Regions from separate parts of the Zea mays genome. Here region 2 is linked to region 1. A link is a contact called in public Hi-C data. All regions are on one chromosome and are shown on one strand. Each heading gives the region's core, a stretch centred on a gene start, on an enhancer-like site or on the middle of the called end of the contact. The rest is flanking DNA. Distances are from core to core; before and after follow the strand shown. Region 1 has its middle 61 kb from the start of LOC100276378. Region 2 holds the start of LOC100382238.

Evidence for each region. A called contact is a pair of places that touch in the nucleus more often than the background predicts.
Region 2: a contact with region 1 is called in a Hi-C map of bundle sheath, with 2.9 times the contacts expected there. The contact joins the promoter of LOC100382238 here to the enhancer-like site in region 1. A contact is called at or near these places in 3 of 25 Hi-C or Micro-C datasets (bundle sheath, ear and leaf).

Annotation. Positions count from the first base shown.
Region 1 is chr9:117,970,279-117,972,978 of Zm-B73-REFERENCE-NAM-5.0, reverse strand. It overlaps the pseudogene LOC103640211. Among protein-coding and RNA genes, the nearest start is that of LOC100276378, 61 kb to the left of the region's middle. Within about 2 kb of position 1,413, at least 13 of the 20 cell types and tissues checked have an H3K27ac peak or open chromatin away from gene starts, as enhancers often do. A contact at or near this core is called in bundle sheath and ear, where this site is marked.
Region 2 is chr9:118,101,983-118,104,682 of Zm-B73-REFERENCE-NAM-5.0, reverse strand. It overlaps LOC100382238, which reads right to left and starts at 1,449. Exons shown (of 1, transcript NM_001357017.1): 1 at 450-1,449. The coding sequence starts at 1,376. The coding sequence ends at 759.

The DNA of each region.
Region 1 (2,700 bases), core at 164-2,663:
AAACAGATCCTTACTTTCAGTAAAGACCAGTAACTGTTTCCAATAAGAACAGGAAACATGAACCGTGCCATTGTATTTTTCATGCCCAAAAAAATCTGTGTGGTTCCAATTATGGCAATAGGGATGGCAACCAAAGAATATCAAATGGGTCCACAAGCAGTATCCCTATCTATCATAGTACCAGTGTAACGCTATCACCCCGTTTGGATGTAGATATTGAAGTCCGGAATTGGAAACTAGAATTAGGATTTCTAAATTCCATTGTTTGGTTGTCTAATGAATTCAGAGTTAGAATTAAAGTTCAATTCTTCAATATTGGACTATAACTAGAAGTTGTCTCTTAATACAATTCAGAGCTAGGACCCTTTGCATTGGCTACAATTGCAATTTCAGTCACTTCCAAACAACAGATTTGTATTACAGCTCATTTTCATTACTAGACATATTTAGTATTGGATCTAATACGACTCTAACATCCCGAGTATCTACATCCAAACGGACCCTTGCATGTTTCAAATTTCTAATTTCCTATTGCTGGCTTTTTTATATGTTTGTTCTTGTTTGAAGGGCTGAGGCACTATACATTTTGGCATCACATGACCACGCCATCACAGCATCACTAACCCTAATTTGAAGGCTTGTACTTCTTTTGTTTCATTATTTTGAACTATTTTAATGAATTAATAGAAAATAGTTAATATATAAATACCATATCAATTAATTTAAGCTAGCTTTTTTGGTTTACTATGAAAAAAGACCGAAAATGTACTTGAAAATGTTGTCTTGGAGGATATTATTATGAAGCTATAATTAGAGATTTTATTTTGAGAAATACTAGACAAATGACGCTTTTCAGTAGAACTTGGATCAGTAATACTTTAACTGATTTAAATTTAACAATTGATTAATCCCTACAGATTGTGGGAAATAATAATATATGTACATGAAAAATGTGTCTTAAATATATGATCAGTGCAACTTTTAAAAATTTAGAGCCCCGTTTACCTTTCGTTCTGGAACCCCTGTTTCTGGAGACAGCCCGGCCCTGATAGATTTCTGGGGGTTGGACTAAACCAGATACAGACGTTGGCGAAGTGATCTATTCTATCCAAACATCCGAGCAGAACTCCAAGCTATCCAGGTGATGTGCAAATGATTCAGCCAGTCTGTCGGCGTCCTGGACCCGCAGGTGCGTGCCTTGCTGCCCGACGACAACAGCAGCTACCCGCGAGGCGAGTAGGCCTATGCCTTTCAGGTCAGAAGCACCCCGGAGGATGCCATACAGAATCCCGGAAGCGTATGCGTCGCCAGCGCCACAAGTGTCCACGGGTATGCAGGGTGGTGGAGGGACGTATATTGCTTCACCTTTCACCCCGATGTAGGAGCCATGCATGCCGTCGGTCACGGATACTAGAGGAACGGAGTGGCTCAAGCATCTTGTGGCCGACATGGGGCTGTCTGTTGAGGGTAGCTCGCAGTAGGCTGTAGGCCCTTGCTTCACTGGCGTTGGCAAACAGTATATCTGCATAGTTTCCGACAATATCCCTGAAAATGTTTGGTCCGTACGTGCTCATTAGTGTCATAAGATGAGGCCATAATACAGATGTGTTAACTAAACAATGATGGGTTATGGCGGCATAAAAACACTTTAATGGTACTAATTGATGAACAATTATGCCCTAAGATTCTTTTGCTAGTTTCAGTGATAAAATGTAACGCCCCTGGCCGCCGGCTAAAGTCGCCGAGGCATGAGCCACATTCACCGACCCGACAAAACTCAGGTATGGAGGTTCAACTGCTTTCTCTTTCTGTATTTTCTATTCTGTTCAAATCCTCTCTATTACAGACTCTTTATACGAAAACGTTGGGCCGGCTAAACCTAGACCCAAATACACGAGATTACTGCTAATGACTTAGCTAACCAAAGCCCAACACAGATGAAGAATACAATACAAACTCTCTATATCTCCGTGGTCGTCACATTTGCCCCCTCCACAGAACCTGCTTGTCCCCAAGCACTTGCATCCGGAAACTTCTGACGGAGCACATAGTAATCCTCCCATGTGGCCGATTCCTGAGGAATGTTGCTCCATCGAATAAGCACCTGAGACACTGCCTTGTTTCCCTTTTTGACCAATCGCGGTCTAAAATCTCCAAAGGAACCACACCTTGTTTACTCAAATCCTCATATCTTGGCAAGGTGGAGAAGACAGACACATGGTTAGGAGTGAAAGCTTTGAGCTGAGAAATGTGAAACACCGGGTGCACCTGCGCTTCGGCTGGCAGTTCCAATCTATAAGCCACTTCCCCAATTCGTTCAAGCACCTTATAAGGACCATAAAACTTGAAAGCCAACTTGGGACATGATCTATTCACCACAGAATGCTGCGCATACGGTTGTAGCTTCAGTAGAACCATTTCCCCAACTTGAAAACTGTCGTTCAGTCCGAAGCTTGTCAGCATACAATTTCATGCGGTTACGAGCCTCAGCCAACTTGCCCTTCAACAGCTCAGTAAACCTTGCTCTATCAGCTAATAGAGCTGATACATCCTCATCAGTCCCAACTGGAACCATCGGTGCAGCAGCAAATGGTGGATCATATCCATAAAGAACCTTGAAAGGAGAATAGCCCAAAACTGAATGATATGATGTGTTGTACCAAAACTCCGCAAGTGATAACCAAGCTTTCCACCTGTGAG
Region 2 (2,700 bases), core at 200-2,699, 130 kb before region 1:
TTCCTCGTATACTGCTATGAGAGTATGATATACCTGAGATTTAGTAACCATTGCTCAAATATATGATGCACACCTGCACAAACAAAACACACAGAACCAGACCAGCAGCTCGTCTAAAATCCTGACGCGAGAAAAGAATGAACCGCACAGTGTTTCTTTTTTCCTCTTCATTCTCAAGTTACTCAGCAAATTCAGGTGCAGCAACGAAATTAACCATGCATACTCATCACCAGTGAACAGCTGCTAAGAAGACATGAGTGGAACTAATTAGATGAAGGACAATTGACCAGTCAGTGATCCTGTAGCGCTAGCAACACTAGGCTTTACCTTGCATTTGTACTGCAAACAAACTACGCAATGGATCAGGATCACATGCAAGAAGATTACTACTACTTGCAAACATGCAACGCGAACATGCAATGCAAAGATATATGAGAAGCAGCAATTCTAAGGAATCATTCCACTCGCGTAAAGCTGAAATTAACCAAATTCTGGAAGAAGCAAAGATGAAAGGAATGAATCTAGGAGATGAAAGGAATGAATCTAGGAGATGAAGGAGAGGTTATTACAGGTCGCCACCCTGGCAACGCGACACCTGATTCAAGCTGACCCGACCCCTCCTCTCCTCCTCTCGTCCAGTCCAAATCCATCCACGATCAGATTTAATTCAGAGAGACCATTTCCCAGAGAAGTGAAATAACAGAAAAACGCCCAAAACTTGCTGCTGCGTTTCTCCCCTTGCCGATTCCGGCCGCCCGCTACTCCGACGGCGGCGGGGGTGCGGAACTGGAGGTGCTGGCCTCGGCGACGGACTTGAGCTTCTGGAGGTTGAGCCTGATGACGGTGTCGGCGAAGAGGCGGGTGTCGTCCTCGGTGTTGCCGTCGGGGACGTCGACGGCGTAGGACTCGAGCACGACGGTGCAGATCCCGGGGCCCGCGAGCTCGGAGACGGTGGTGACGGAGCGGTAGTTCCGGAGGCGGTGCTCGCCCCCGGTGATGGAGAAGCCGAACACCCTGGCGGCGTCGTCGAGGTGGTCCAGGCGCTCGGTGCTGGTGCTGGCGGGGAGGCCCGAGATGACGCACACCTCGCGGAGGCGGCCGGGGCGGAGGGCGTCGCCGGCGTCCGGGTCCGGCCGGACCGCGCAGCTGCGGATGAAGTGCTTGTACACCTGCGGGCAGTCGAAGCGGCGGACGATGGCCCAGACGGCGGCCGGCGGCGCGTGGATGCGCTGCGCCAGCAGCGAGGAGCATTGGCCCTCCCCCACGGCGTAGCGGTGGTGCGCGTCCACCGTCGGACGCAGCTGCTCGTACTCCGCCGCCGTCAGCCCCAGCCCCGCCGGCACCTCCACGTCCCCGCCCGCACCCTGCTGGTCCATCGCCTTCGGATCGATTGGATTCGCTGAGATGCTTAGGGAAGGGAAGGGAGAGGAGAAATGGTGAGCTGGAGCGCGAGTACACAGCAAGCGAGATGGGGAATTGGGAGTTGGGCTTTTATCCCTCGCGCCCATCAGGCCATGTAGCCGGCTGCCTGTTGCGGTACTGCATTTTATATTAGACCATTCTTTTTGTTGCATTATTTCTAATACTACCATATCATCAAGACGAGATAAAATAAAAAATAAAACATACACTCTTAATACAAAGTTTCCTTTCACGATTATATAGGTTACAATATCAATTAAATGTTGCATCTAAATAACCAATATAAATGCATAAAATAAATAGAGATGAAACGATTTATTCTAAATGGTGGTTTCATGTGTTTTTCAATGTCTTGGAAATGAGTTCACATAGTTTCATAGTGATGAAACTATTTTCATCAATTTCATAATAAATAGGGTGCCATATCATCTAAAAATATGATGTGCCACTCTAATTATTGTATGAAACTTCTTGTGAAACTATGCATTGAGAATGACCTTAGGGCGTGTTAGATTTGCCTTGTTTAGGTCGTAGCCTCCTAGTCGAAATCAGGCGCCTAAATTGTTGTCCAGATCAGACTTCATCAGGAGACTAGGAGAGAACCAAATAAGCCCAATAGAAGTGCAACATGTCTCAATTTATCATAAACATACCGGCTTAGACTATTGTATATGGAGCGTCAGGCTCGAGGGTAGGGTAAAGGGGCGGTCGCCCCGAATCCCTAAATCAAATCTATAGTGTCCGACCCTAGCTATATATTTAGTAGTCAAACAACTAGTATATGACTCAGTGAAAGCGAAATGTGCCCTTGGGTCATTTTTATATTGTTTTGGTGATTAAATGCACACCACATTATGTTTATACTAACATGAGAAATGAGCAAATGTACACGAAGTAAATTGAGCTTGGAAGAGGACACAATATAAATCTATATGGGACCAAGTGAAAAATGTAAGCTCTGGACACTTAGTCAATTGTTTTGTGAACTAATCCTATTTGTCTAAGTGCCAGGGACTTTATGAAGTCAAAACAAAAGGATCAAAAGAGAATAAGATTGAAAAAATGAGAAGTTGGGCTAGAGTGCGTAGCACTGGACAGTCCGGTGTGCACCGCACAGTCCGATGCACGATCCGGCCAACTGGCTGCTCTCGGGAATTTCAGCCTACATCGGCTATAATTCATCGAACCGTTCGCGCAGAATGTCGGACAGTCCGGTGTGCCAGCTAGCCAACGACTACCTGCCACGTCGACCGAGGGACAACGGTCACTTGGAGCGCA